Linked DNA regions of Mus musculus: regions 1 and 3 are each linked to region 2. The links are chromatin contacts, called in public HiChIP or PLAC-seq and promoter capture Hi-C maps. All regions are on one chromosome and are shown on one strand. Each heading gives the region's core, a stretch centred on a gene start, on an enhancer-like site or on the middle of the called end of the contact. The rest is flanking DNA. Distances are from core to core; before and after follow the strand shown. Region 1 overlaps Smg1 (SMG1 homolog, phosphatidylinositol 3-kinase-related kinase (C. elegans)). Region 2 holds the start of Ccp110 (centriolar coiled coil protein 110). Region 3 overlaps Gprc5b (G protein-coupled receptor, family C, group 5, member B).

Region 1 (4,098 bases), core at 1,422-3,921, 490 kb before region 2:
GTCAGTGTTCTTACCCACTGAACCATCTCACCAGCCCTACAATTTCTTGGTAAAGTATAATTTTAATAGTACCAGATAAATGTGGGACTCCCAAGACACTTCAAATACCCTGTTGACAGCTAATCTGATTAAAGGGAAGGTATAATCACTAAGAAGAAATTATTTTAGGTTGTAACCTTTGCTTCATGTGCCTGTCTTCAGAGAAAAGCCTAGTAAACACTTCCCTCATATTCCTTTGCTCTGCTGTAATCTTTAACAAAACCTTCAATGCTACACAGGTTTAGAGACTATACTTTCACTCTAAGAGGTGCTAACACAATGAGCTCCTACTAAGAGCAACAAGCCTAATTAAAGGTTCACATCTGACACACACACACACACACATGATCATGTTTGAAATGCATTGTCCCCATCAGGTAGTCCTATTTTGGGAGATTTTAGGACTTTTTGAACAGGCATTCTCAACCTATGGGTGAAACTCTCTTGAAGGTCAAACAACTCTTTCACAGGGCACACCTAAGACCACTGGAAAACACAGATACTTACATTACAACTCATAATAGTAGCAAAAGTACTCTTATGAAGTAGCAACAAAAATAATTTATGGTTGGGAGTCACTACAAAATGAAGAACTGTATTAAAGGGTTTCAGCACTAGGAACGTTGAGAACCACTGCTTTAGGAATTCACCATAAGTGGGTTGTTGCTGGGCAGTGGTGGCGCACACCTTTAATCCCAGCGCTTAGGAGGCAGAGGCAGGCTGATTTCTGAGTTCGAGGCCAACCTGGTCTACAGAGTGAGTTCCAGGACAGCCAGGGCTACACAGAGAAACCCTGTCTCAAAAAATCAAAACCAAAAGAAAAAAAAGAAAAAAAAAAGTGGTTCGTTGAAGGCAGGTCCTTGGGTCCCTGACTCCTTCCTATCACACTCTTCTACTTTGGCCACCATACCTGCCATGATGGACTGAGACACTCTGAAACCATGGGCCAAAATAAATCCTTCTTCCCTTGAGCTGCTTTTGTCAAATGTCTACCACGGCAGTGAGTAGAGTAACATCTACCATTGCATTCCATCTTTACCACAACCCTCTTAATTGCATTTTATGGGTTGGGTGACTGAGGTTCCCAGTTGTACTAGTGACTACAAACTTTCTCCCTGTAAATCCAAATTCACCTCCATGTAGCCTTTTCTATCTTCATTAGATAAATAAAGCTCTTTCCTAGAGAAGTCACCTAGACCCTAAGTTTCACCTGTCTCCCAAACACTTTTCCCTTCTGTAGGCCAGACTCTTCCACTTAACTACTCTCACAATACCTGCAAGAGCACATGAACAACACTCCTGTACAAGTAACTGGATTCCTTTCCTTCTAAATATCTAGTAAGGGTCACATATGGAATCCTAGCTCTTAGGAGGTGGAGGTAGGAGGATCAAGAATTGAAGGACAGCCTCACCTACATAGCAATTTGAAGAGCAGACTAGGTCACATGAGACCCTGTCTTGCACATTCCATCTCATCAGTTATTGTCCAGATTCTTTTTTTTAAAGATTATATATATATATATATATATATATATATATATATATATATATATATATATTATATATATATACACACACACACACACACACACACACACATATATATATATATGTATGTATGTATATAAATGAGTACACTGTAGCTGTCTACAGACTCACCAGAAGAGGGCATGAGATCCCATTACAGATGGTTGTGAGCCACCATGTGGTTGCTGGGAACTGAACTCTGGACCTCCGGAAGAGCAGTCAGTGCTCTTAACCACTGAGCCATCTCTCCAGCCCGTCCAGATTCTTCAAAGCCAAGTTCCTAAAAACTTCACCTTACTTTTCAGATCACTGAAACATTCACCCTGAGGCTGGAGAGATGGCTCAGTGGTTAAAAGCACTGAGTTCAAATCCCAGCAACCATGTGGTGGCTTACAACCATTTGTAGTGAGATCTGATGCCCTCTTCTGGTGTGTCAGAAGACAGCTACAGTGCACTTACATATGATTGATTGATTGATTGATTGATTGATTGATAGACAGACAAATAAATCTGTTTAAAAAAAGAAAAAGAAAAACATTCACCCCACTCACCTCTAAGGGCTGCCTTTCAGTACACTTCTCCCTCTCCCTGCCCTCTCCCTCCCTCCCTCCCTGTGTGTGTGTGTGTGTGTGAGAGAGAGAGAGAGAGAGACAGACAGACAGACAGACAGACAGACACATCAGGTAGGAGTTGAGAAGCTGAAAGGGATGAAGAAATGGGTGAGGGGAATGCAGACATCTTGGATAGGTTGGCCACAGAGAGCTCTGTGTGTGTGTGTGTGTGTGTGTGTGTGTGTGTGTGTGTGTGTGTATTTAAAGACAGAATCTCTGTCCTAGAACTTAGATAGACTAGGCTGGCCTCAAACTCAGAGAGATCTGCCTGCCTGTGCCTCCAAGTGCTAAAATTAAAGACATGCACCACCATGTCTGACTTCATTTCACTCTTTTAGCTAAAGCCCCATATCCATTTTTCAGTTTCCAAATGTTCTCTCAATGCTGCTCTGCCTGGTGTCTTGTTTGGTTTGATTCTTTAAAGTGGCTGTAGATACAATGGCTCTGTAATTCAATATAGTCCAAACAACCTCTTTACTTACTTCATCCTGCAACCAATTTAGACTGTGACATAATAGCCTTGCAGAGTTCCTTAATCTTGCTTATGATTTTCTTTACACTAAGATGGCAAAACCACAACCCCAAATAAATCCAATGATCATCTACTCACTCAGAAGCATAACACTGCCAACAAACTACTCAGACCTTCCCATTCTCTTCTGATTCCAAAACATCCTATCTCCAACCCATAGACTCCAACCTTTGCCAAGAAGAGGTATATGGTAACAAATCTACACTCAATCCTGCATCTCCAGCTCCTCTAATTCCTCTCCATTTTTCAGGTACTTACTTACTTTACTTCTCTTCCCAACACAGCTAAATTTCCTAAATATGTGAAATTTCCTAAGTTAATGTCTTTCATTTAAAAGATATGAGTACACACACACTCACAATGCTCCCTGTGGCCAACCTATTCAAGTGTCTGCATTCCCCTCACCCATTTCTTCACCCCTTCCAGCTTCTCAACTCCTACCTGATGTGATTTCTGCTCATGCCTCTGCCCTCCAGGTTGCTAAATCCAAGATCTACTTTCAAGTCTGAAATCTACTCACTCTCTCGGGCTCTCACAGGACTACAAGTAGAGTTGTGAGTTTTGCCTGAAAAATGAGATAGAAAAAAAAATTGAAAACTCCCTCTTTTAAATATCCTTATATTATGGGTTGGAGAAACAGCTTAGCTATGTTTAAGAATTACTGTGCTGTTTTTCCAAAGGACTAAAGTTTGGGTTCCAACATCTGTATCTGACAGCTCAGAATCACCTGAAACTCCAGCTCCAAGAGACCCAATACCCTTTTTGGGCCTCTATAGGCACTATAACAATCATGAAAACACACACACATACACATAAGTTAATTTTTTTTAATTCATAAAACAATACTTACACTCACATCTTGAGGGAATGGAACAATTGATTCTCCTGATCCTCTCACAGGCTCTTTTGCCAAACCACCAATCCTTGCAGACTCTTAAAGGCCTAGCCTTAAACTCTCTGGGAAGCCACCTGATTTGTACTCTCTTTAACCTTTGCTGACATTAATCCTTGCTGACAAAGTATCATCTGCATATCATCAACTTGCACATGTAGGTCTCACTATATATCCATTCTGAGTATCAGGCCTGTGTATTCCACCTTCTCAAGCTAGACACAGGAACACATCTGCAATCCAGCTACTTGGGAAACAGATGCAAGAAGCTAACCTGAACTCAAAAGCTAGATCCAGTCTGGGCAATATAGTAAAACCTTAACTCAAAAATAAAACAAACAAACAAACAAACAAACAAAAACTCTCAATGTTCTAAGACCTCAAACAGAACTGACTCCTTTGTTCCCAGTATCTGCCCACAGAATAAACAGTGCCACCTTCAGGTGTATTCTAATAAAAGGCACTATATGATCTGTCAAACTACATATCTCATCTCC
Region 2 (4,054 bases), core at 680-3,179:
GTGCTTAAAGAACTCATTGTGGTTGGGCTAACTCCCACATCGGCTATGAAAAGATCTCCCTGTATTCTCAGTTTTTGTTTGTTTGTTTGTTTGTTTGTTTGTTTTCCAAGACAGGGTTTCTCTGTATAGCCCTGGCTGTCCTGGAACCCACTCTGTAGACCAGGCTGGCCTCGAACTCAGAAATCTGTCTGCCTCTGCCTCCCAAGTGCTGGGATTAAAGGCATGCGCCACCACTGCCGGGTGTATTCTCAGTTTTTAATCCCTGTGCCTGCAGAGCAGGTTAAGCAAATGTTTGTTCCTTCCCCACCTGCTCAAAAAGAAAAGGCAAGATGCCTTGGCAAAGGTCACATAGCCTTGACCTTTTCAATGTCAACTGCGTTAGTTTCTAGTGTGGCTTTTTGCATAATAAAGAGCTGGGGTAGAAGGACTGACAGAGGCAAAAGACATGGAAGTAGAGCAGAGAACTATAATAGCAGAGAACTTGGCTTGAGTTAGATGTGCTAACCGAGAGACTGCCCCAGCAAACAAGCCAACATCCTTATACTATACACAGGTCTCCAAGTCTTTATTATTAAGTTATAAGTGGAACCCCCACCCCAAAGCCCCACATTACATTGTCCTCAAGATTAACAGAACATGTCTGGACCTTGGACTCCATTTCAGGGCTCACTCACTGCTATGGGGCACTCTTGTCTCTGTCAGCTTTGTCCCTCACACCATGGTCCCCTCATGCCACCCTTCTTGAGGCACTGCCTCTGTTAAAGCCTTTGCCTGAGAGCCCATTCTCTGCGTCCCAGTGTTTCACTGGGATAGTGCTAGTGGGACAGATCTCACCTCTTGATACCCATCATCCCATGATTCCTCTGCCTCCAGCTCTTAGCCTACCTTTTTATTTTTATTTTTTGGCATGAGTGTATATATATATATATATATATATATATATATATATATATATATATACACACATGTACATATGTATAGGGAGACCAGAGATATCCATCTCTGTTGGGTATCTTTTTCAGTCAATTTCCACCCTAATTTTTGAGGATCTCATTGAAACTGGCTAGAATGGCCGGCCTGAGATCGCCAGGGAGTTCCTATTTCTATATCCCCAGGACTGGCAATTATAATTTTTAGCCAGGACTCAGAGCCTTTTTAGGGGAGTGTTCAGGCTCTGAACTCAGGTCCTCATGCTTGAGTGGCAAATGCTTTAGTGACTGAGCATCTCTCTAGATGACCCTTTCCTCCTATTAGAGATTTTTGTACCAGGTGCAGTATAAGAGTTTTCTCTGTTATGCCTCACAACCACTCTTGGTAGGCTCTTTAAAATTCCCACTATACATAAACAAAAATAAGCACCAGGAGGACGGCAAAGCCCAGTTATAGAATGGAAATGGTGTCATTAAATCAAAAAAGCTCTTAGTGAGTAATTTAGGTAAGAACTGATAAAAAATATTGGTGGATTTTTTTTTTTTGCCAACTTGAAGTTATCTTTTCCTCTGTATATTCCCCGCAACTGATCTGCAAAGAAGTGCAAATATATTAAAGCCTTGAGTTGGTGTCTGCGATTCAGCCACATTTTTCATTTATAGGGAAAACATGGGTGAATGTTGTACATTTTCCATCGACCAAACAGGAGACTATCTCTATACAGACAGACAGACGGACGGACGGACGGACAGACAGACAAACAAAAATACCCGACAACTTCCCAGGAACACTTTTGGGGTTTAAGGCCCTGAGGAGACTTTCTATGGTAATTTATAGTCAAAGCCCTTAGTTTGCAGTGAAGACTACTCTTCCCAGCGTGCATCTCGATTGCGTAAAGCTCATGTAAGCGCTTGCTGATGACCGCAGTGCACTTTGGGAATTGTAGTCTATGGAGGCCCAACCGCTTCAACTGCCCGCCAAACAGCCACCGGAAGTACCGGCCCTGAGGGGTGGAGTTGAGCTGGTGGCGGCGGCAGCGGTTGCCAGGATCCCGCGTTGCCGCCTGAGGGACCCGTAATATGGCGGGGAGGAGGAGGAGGAGAAGGCGGAGGACCTAGATGCGCTCTGTCTAAACCGACTGAGGCCTTTGCTTACAGAGGAGGCTGGTCCACGGGCAGAGAAGCTGACCGGGCAGTAGGTGTCAGGTGTGTGCAAGAGGACTGGGTTCGTTTTCCTACGGGTCTAGGCTGAGGTGAGACCCGGCATTGGTGTCCCGAGGGACAGAAGGCCGGCGTTCCGGACCCGGTTTGGCTTCCCTCGGTCACGAGCCCTTGAAGGCATCGGGAATGGGGAGGCGGGAGTTGAGGACCGGGGTCAGGGGGACTTGGAGGGGATGCTTGGATGCTGGCTCCGCCCAGTGAAGCATCCTGCGCTGAAGAGTAGGCACTTCATGGTGACTTCAGTTTGGTGTCGGAGGTAGTGTAGGAGGAGATGGAGGCGTCCCCCGGGGTGTGCACTGGCCATTTCTAAATACTGGTTACCGCAACCAAAGGCCCATAGGAGCGCTGTTTACACCAGCTTTGCCACTCTGGGGCATCTGCAGGATAATGTAGCTGGTTCTCTCAGACACCCATGATGCTGTTAAGTGGTTCCTACCTTAAGAGATGGATTTGGATGAGAAAGCCCTTTCTCATGTTTTCAAGTCACATTTGAGTCTCAGGAAGAACCAAAAATTGTCTCTTCTCCAAGAGTTCACACGGAGGTGATAAAAACACCATTATATCCTCCGTTTGGAAGCAGCTTCCACTTACTGATGCTTCTATTTGTCCTACATACAGTCCTGCGATTGCTGTCTGTGCCTTAGCTCATTGTTTTCTCATAAAATCGCCTTGAGACAGAGCCCCACTTTATAGATGGTGGGGTCCAGGGATATTAGCCTACCATGAATGTACGAACAGCTAGTATGTCCTTAAACAGCATATCTTTCTCCCTTTACAGACTCTGTAGGAAGTTTATGTGTTTGTGGAAAAACTTAGTGGTAAGCAGCCAGCCTTGGAAGCTGTGTTACCTTCGCCTTTCCTTTCAGTGACATTTCTGAGTACAGGTTATGAATAAGTAGATAGGAGCCATGAGGCTATAGGGTTTGCCAAGAGACTTCCTGGACAAAGGTCACTTGTAATTAGGTAGAAATGGAGTAGAAAAGGCATGCCTGGACCTGCTGAGGCTGGTGTGAATGTAAGTGGACCATGGACCAGTAATGCCTGATGCTAAAGTATGGGGTGGTAGGTTTGAGGTTGGGATCACCTTGTCATCAAGACTCCCTTAAAATAAACCTTGCTTGCAAGTGGTAACTGGTGTGAGAAATGTAGTGCCCTCTTGCACAATTGTAGAATCCCGGACTCTCTTTTTAATGACTACTTTTGCAATTGAGAGGTACCTAGTTCTCTGGGAATAGGGTTGTTCTCCAAGTTGCCATTCTCAGAATTCTCTTCATTCTGCTAGTCTTGCTTTACATTGCTTGATCTATTTGCCCTAATTAATTTATTCAATAATTGTCTGAAGTGCCTACCACGTGCTGACACCATTGTGTGTCATGGCGAACCAGTGAGCAAGACTGAGAAGGTACCTGTTCTTATGGAGTTTACGTTTTGGTGGAAGAAGATACACAAAACCCCAGGAAATAAACGAGATCATTTCAGATAGTGGTAAGTACTCTGGAAGCTGGGAAACATCAAGGTGATGTGCTAGTGATTGAGGTAGGGGAATTAGGATGGGCTGAAACTGAAGGTTAGGAAGGTCCAGTCATGCGCTGGATCTTCTGGAGCGTTCTCCAGTCTCACATGAGCACTGGAGCTTGAATGTCCAATTCATTGTCCCGCTGTACGTTACTCTGTTACTGTAGCTTTGCAGTGTGTGGGGGACCACTCAAGGGAAGTGGATAGCTCTCTGCAACAATGGGACATCTCTCTATGATGCTGTTAGAAGAAAAGGAGAACTAATGATGGCAGTTTATATCCTTAACCTTACCAGACTATTGAGTTTCTTTCTTTCTGTGCATAAGCTCAGAAATTATATAACATCATTTTTACTCTCTTTAATAGTAAATACAAAGGGTGTATTTTTA
Region 3 (4,088 bases), core at 226-2,725, 260 kb after region 2:
GTACTGGAGGGTCATGTCCCCCACCTGACGGGACATCCAACTCGCTCAGAAACTCAGTACTTTGAAGAGAGGGGGACCCCTTGGGCAGGCTAGGCATGTGTCCTAACACTGAGCTTCACCCTGAGTCCCTAGAGCATCACTTGGTCAGGCCTCTGTCCTCTTCCCTACACTGGCCTTGAAGGAACCAGGAGGACTTAGGAATGACGGACAGGCTGTGTTGATTACGGCACATGGGCTGACCCCTCTGGAGATCAGTGGTCACAAGTCAAGTCAGGCTTTTCTTGGCCCCAGGACAAAGAAACAGCCCAGGAGGTGATAGGAAGATTTAAGAACACAAATCTGTGTTTCTATTTGTCTTATAGCTTGTTTGTTTCTATTTGTCTTATAGCTTGATCAAAGCAAAGTGAATCAGAGCCTAGCAGGGCCTTCCTTCACAGGGCAGAAAAACCAAAATTCCCTTCCTTTCCTCCAGGGATCAAAGACCATCCCTGATGGTCTATTAAAAAAAAAAAAAAAGCCAGATTGATTTATGGAATTGGCACAAAATAAAGAATGAAAATCAAATGTGTACATGTGAACCGGCTCATGCATTGTTTCTGAGAAGCACAGAGCTATGTCTGGAAGGTGGATGTAGGAATGAGAGCCTCTTTGGATTTTGCTGGAATGAAGCAAAGTCATTCCAACGGAGGCAAAAAGCCAAAGGTAACACTTTCTGCTGCAGGCCTGTTTGGCGACAGATAAGTACAGCTGCTTTGGTGTGTGAGGGACTCAACTTCAACTTCCCTTAGGGAAGGGGGACCTGGTACCCAGCTTGGTGGTGGTGGTGGGGGTAGGTTCTGGATGGAGTAGGGACCAGGGGGCTTGAGCCTCCTGATGGATGTTAGCAAGGCTGAGAGCACCCTCACAGAAATCTTTTCCTTAGAGTCACCTTTCTGGGACAGGGTTGGGGGAGCTGTGCTTATGGAGGAAAATTCATCAGGTGAAGAGCCTCGAGCAGTAGGTAGGCATCTATAGATGGCTTTCTGAGTATGGGTGAGTTTTCCTTATGACAAGGGGGACAGACAAAAAATGGAAGGCGTGCATGCATGGAGCTGCAGTGAGCAGCCCAGAGAAGCAGCCTCCAGGTGTACCCAGCTGAAGCTGCCCCACACGGGACGGACGCGCTCAGGCCTCCTGCCCAGACATCAGATTTTGATACTTACAGTCCCTCCATTGAGCACGACGGCCATCTCGGTCGGCTGATACACATTGCTTCTGAACGGTGCACTGGGCCGGTTTCCCAAGCTGCTGGGCTTCTTTCCCAGGCTGCTAGATCTTTGCTCCAAGCTTCCATTGGAAAAGCCCACTGCTGATCGGAGAGCTGAGGACGGAGTTCCCGGGATGACAACACCAGTGAGAGTGTGGGGGAGAGGATGGGGGAGGGGAACAGAGGGATAAGGGGGAGGGAGAGAGGAAGGAAGAGAATTTTGTTTTTCTGAAGCAACCAGCTCCTCCCCTCTGGGTACCTCTATCCACCCACCACAGTGGCTCCTCCCCTTTGTCACAAGCCTGATTCAAAACAAAAGTCACAAAGGGGCTTTGTTCTCAGTTCTCTAGGAGACTGATCCAGCTTCAGAAGGGTTGGGAACTTTCTGAAGTCCTGCTCTCCCCAAACAGCTACAGCCAGGCTGGGTGACAGTCACCTCTGGGCTGTCAGGACTCTTTGGATAAGAGTCTTTACCTCACTGTAGAACAGTACAGGTCTGTATTTACCATATCAGTCAAAAGCCACCACTATTTCTGGATGCTGCAGAGCTGGCGACTGCATGTACAGGACAGTGACTGTCAACACTGGAAAATTACTCTCTTGTTTGGGTTATTCCCAAAAGAGTAATAGAAGGTCCGAAGCAATGATGGCCAAATGGGTGAACACTCTACCTCTGAACGTAGGCACAGGTGTTCTGAGTTACTGTCCTTTTAAAGACACCATCTAAGGTCGGCCACACTGGCCCTAGTTAGATTCCTGGTCCTCCTGTTGCTGCATGCCAAATGTTGGGGTCCACATGGAGCTATTTAGTGTACTCTGTGTCATGGTGTGTGTGTGTGCACACCTATCCGCCCGCATGTCTGTCTGTGTGTGTCTATTGTCTCTGTCTCTCTGAGAGTGTGTGTGCGCACGCGCAGATGCAGAAGCCAAAAAAGGGTGTTGGAGCTGCCAAGCTGCCCGATGTGGATACTGGGAACGAACTCAGATCCTCAGAAGAACATCAATCCTCTTAACAGCTCTGCAGCCCCTCCCTTGGTTCTAGACGGTGCCTCACTGCCTAGGCTGGCTGGACAGGGAATCTCAGGGACCCACCAGTCTCTGCCTCCCAGCTCCAGACTCACAAGTGAGCATCACACTGGTTCTGGGGATAAAACGCCGGTCCTCATGCTTGAACAACAAGCACTTTACCAACTGAGCTGTCTCCCCAGGCCTCGGTTTCTGTACTTTTAAGAGATTAAGTTTCTTTTTAAATAAAGAAAAACCAACTTGAAACAACGTAGAAAATTCAAGTACGTGTTTCTGAGTGACAGGAGCCAGCCTATGAGGGCTTCTCGCATCACGCCAAACTAGAATCCAGAAGGTGAAGGCTGTTAGTGGTGGTTGGGTGCTGCCTGGGGCAAGGGGAGCATTTCAGGATGATGAAACTGTTCTGTGTGATACTTCAAGGTGGATACAGGTCACACTGCTTTTGTCAAAACCCACCAAAATGATGCAGTCAAATTAAAATCTGGTCTTTGGCTCCCTGGCAGAGCTTTAGCCTAGCATCCCTGAGGCTTTAGGCTCCACCCTCAGCATCTCATCAGGCGAATGGCGATCTTCACTGTCAGATGACAGTTAACCTGCAGTTTCACTGGAGGAAGCACTAATGTTGCTGGGCTAAAGAAAGGCTTTTAGCTAAAAGTCTTCTCTGAGGGAATACAGGGAGACGTCTCTGAGGGAATACAGGGAGATGTCTCTGAGGGAATACAGGGAGACGTCTTGGGCACTGTGCAGCCCACTACGAGGGAAGAGTCAGAATGACCTTAGAGCTAGGTCTTGAGTAAATCGCATATAGAGGGTTAGTTTTCATAGCATCACAGATGCTTTTTCTTTTTTTCCGAGAGCTAAAGGTTAAGTACTAAGGCCAAGGTCACACAGCTAGCAGAGTCCACACTGGAAGCCTGGCAGAGACAGGCTGCTCCTAACCACCACACCAGTTCCATATGCTCTGCTGTTAGTCATTACAGTTGGGTATGTCGAAGCAAGATGTGTTAAGTGGCATTAGGGACAGGCTCATCATGGTCTGGACCAAAGAACTGCAAGACAGACGCAGGAAACCTGTCTGCTCCGGTATCTCCAGGGCTTGAGCAGGTGCTTATGCTGAGTGATGGCATGGCCCTGTCTGGGAAGCAGCACACGAAGCAGGGACAGGGACACAGACTTCTGCTAGGGTCATCAGCTTCTGCTGTGATGCAAGCACACCCTCTTGCAGGCTATTTGTGGATCTCTGAGTGTAGCTTTGGCATTCTAGACCCTCAGCATGGACCCAGGATCCAGCTTGTGACAGTCTGACCAATCAGAGCATTTCATCTTTGAGAACATACTGGTTAGGGGATAACATTTAGAGTCAATCAGAATGGGATTTTCTCAAGCCTTCTGGAAAGGTTTTTTTTTTTTTTCCCCAGAAAAAAAAAATGGAATTTCTGATATTCTGTGCAAATGGGGACCATAATGCCTCCACCAAGAGATGAGAAGTCAAAGTTACTCATCCCTTGAGTCTCTTGAATCTAGCCCTTCCTGAAGCACTAGGGCGTTTCGAATTTTCATTCGTTTAACAAATAATTAAGCATTCAAATTCTATTTTTTTAAAATGCTAGTAATCAATTTCAGAGGCCTTTGCCTAATATCAGAGCTGACTCTATCCAACCCCCAGCAGAGGTGGAGGGCAGGGAGTGTTATTCCTAAGTGGGTACCTGGAGGCATCCACTCATTGGTCAGATGCCAACTTTCTCTGGGGTAGGTCCTGCAAATGAGGCCAAGTTAGCCATGCCTTCTTCCCCCAGGCTTCACTCTGGGTCTCTAG

What was found. Promoter capture Hi-C pulls out the DNA fragments that hold promoters and counts their contacts. HiChIP or PLAC-seq counts read pairs in DNA pulled down with a chosen protein or histone mark.
Region 1: an H3K4me3 HiChIP or PLAC-seq map of bone marrow-derived macrophages shows a contact between it and region 2, with 4 times the contacts expected there. The contact joins the enhancer-like site here to the promoter of Ccp110 in region 2. A contact is called at or near these places in 15 of 39 promoter capture datasets (the 3T3-L1 cell line, 3T3-L1-derived adipocytes, the C10 cell line and 10 more), 1 of 484 Hi-C or Micro-C datasets (CD8 T cells), 1 of 115 datasets of contacts at active chromatin or transcription factors (bone marrow-derived macrophages) and 2 of 9 other capture datasets (adipose tissue and pancreatic islet).
Region 3: a promoter capture Hi-C map of neural stem cells shows a contact between it and region 2. The contact joins the enhancer-like site here to the promoter of Ccp110 in region 2. A contact is called at or near these places in 1 of 39 promoter capture datasets (neural stem cells), 1 of 484 Hi-C or Micro-C datasets (bone marrow-derived macrophages), 5 of 115 datasets of contacts at active chromatin or transcription factors (bone marrow-derived macrophages, craniofacial prominence, embryonic stem cells and 1 more) and 3 of 9 other capture datasets (adipose tissue, liver and pancreatic islet).

The regions. Positions count from the first base shown.
Region 1 is chr7:118,220,625-118,224,722 of GRCm38.p6, forward strand. The region is part of intron 1 of Smg1 (SMG1 homolog, phosphatidylinositol 3-kinase-related kinase (C. elegans)); the gene reads right to left. Among named protein-coding and RNA genes, the nearest start is that of Smg1, 21 kb to the right of the region's middle. Within about 2 kb of position 2,672, at least 3 of the 459 cell types and tissues checked have an H3K27ac peak or open chromatin away from gene starts, as enhancers often do. A contact at or near this core is called in bone marrow-derived macrophages, where this site is marked.
Region 2 is chr7:118,710,614-118,714,667 of GRCm38.p6, forward strand. Ccp110 (centriolar coiled coil protein 110) reads left to right here and starts at 1,930. Exons shown (of 15, transcript NM_001360794.1): 1 at 1,930-2,135; 2 at 3,493-3,635.
Region 3 is chr7:118,975,311-118,979,398 of GRCm38.p6, forward strand. It overlaps Gprc5b (G protein-coupled receptor, family C, group 5, member B), which reads right to left. Exons shown (of 4, transcript NM_022420.2): 3 at 1,203-1,360. Among named protein-coding and RNA genes, the nearest start is that of Gm39076, 7.7 kb to the right of the region's middle. Within about 2 kb of position 1,476, at least 121 of the 459 cell types and tissues checked have an H3K27ac peak or open chromatin away from gene starts, as enhancers often do. A contact at or near this core is called in adipose tissue, craniofacial prominence, epiblast stem cells and 1 more, where this site is marked.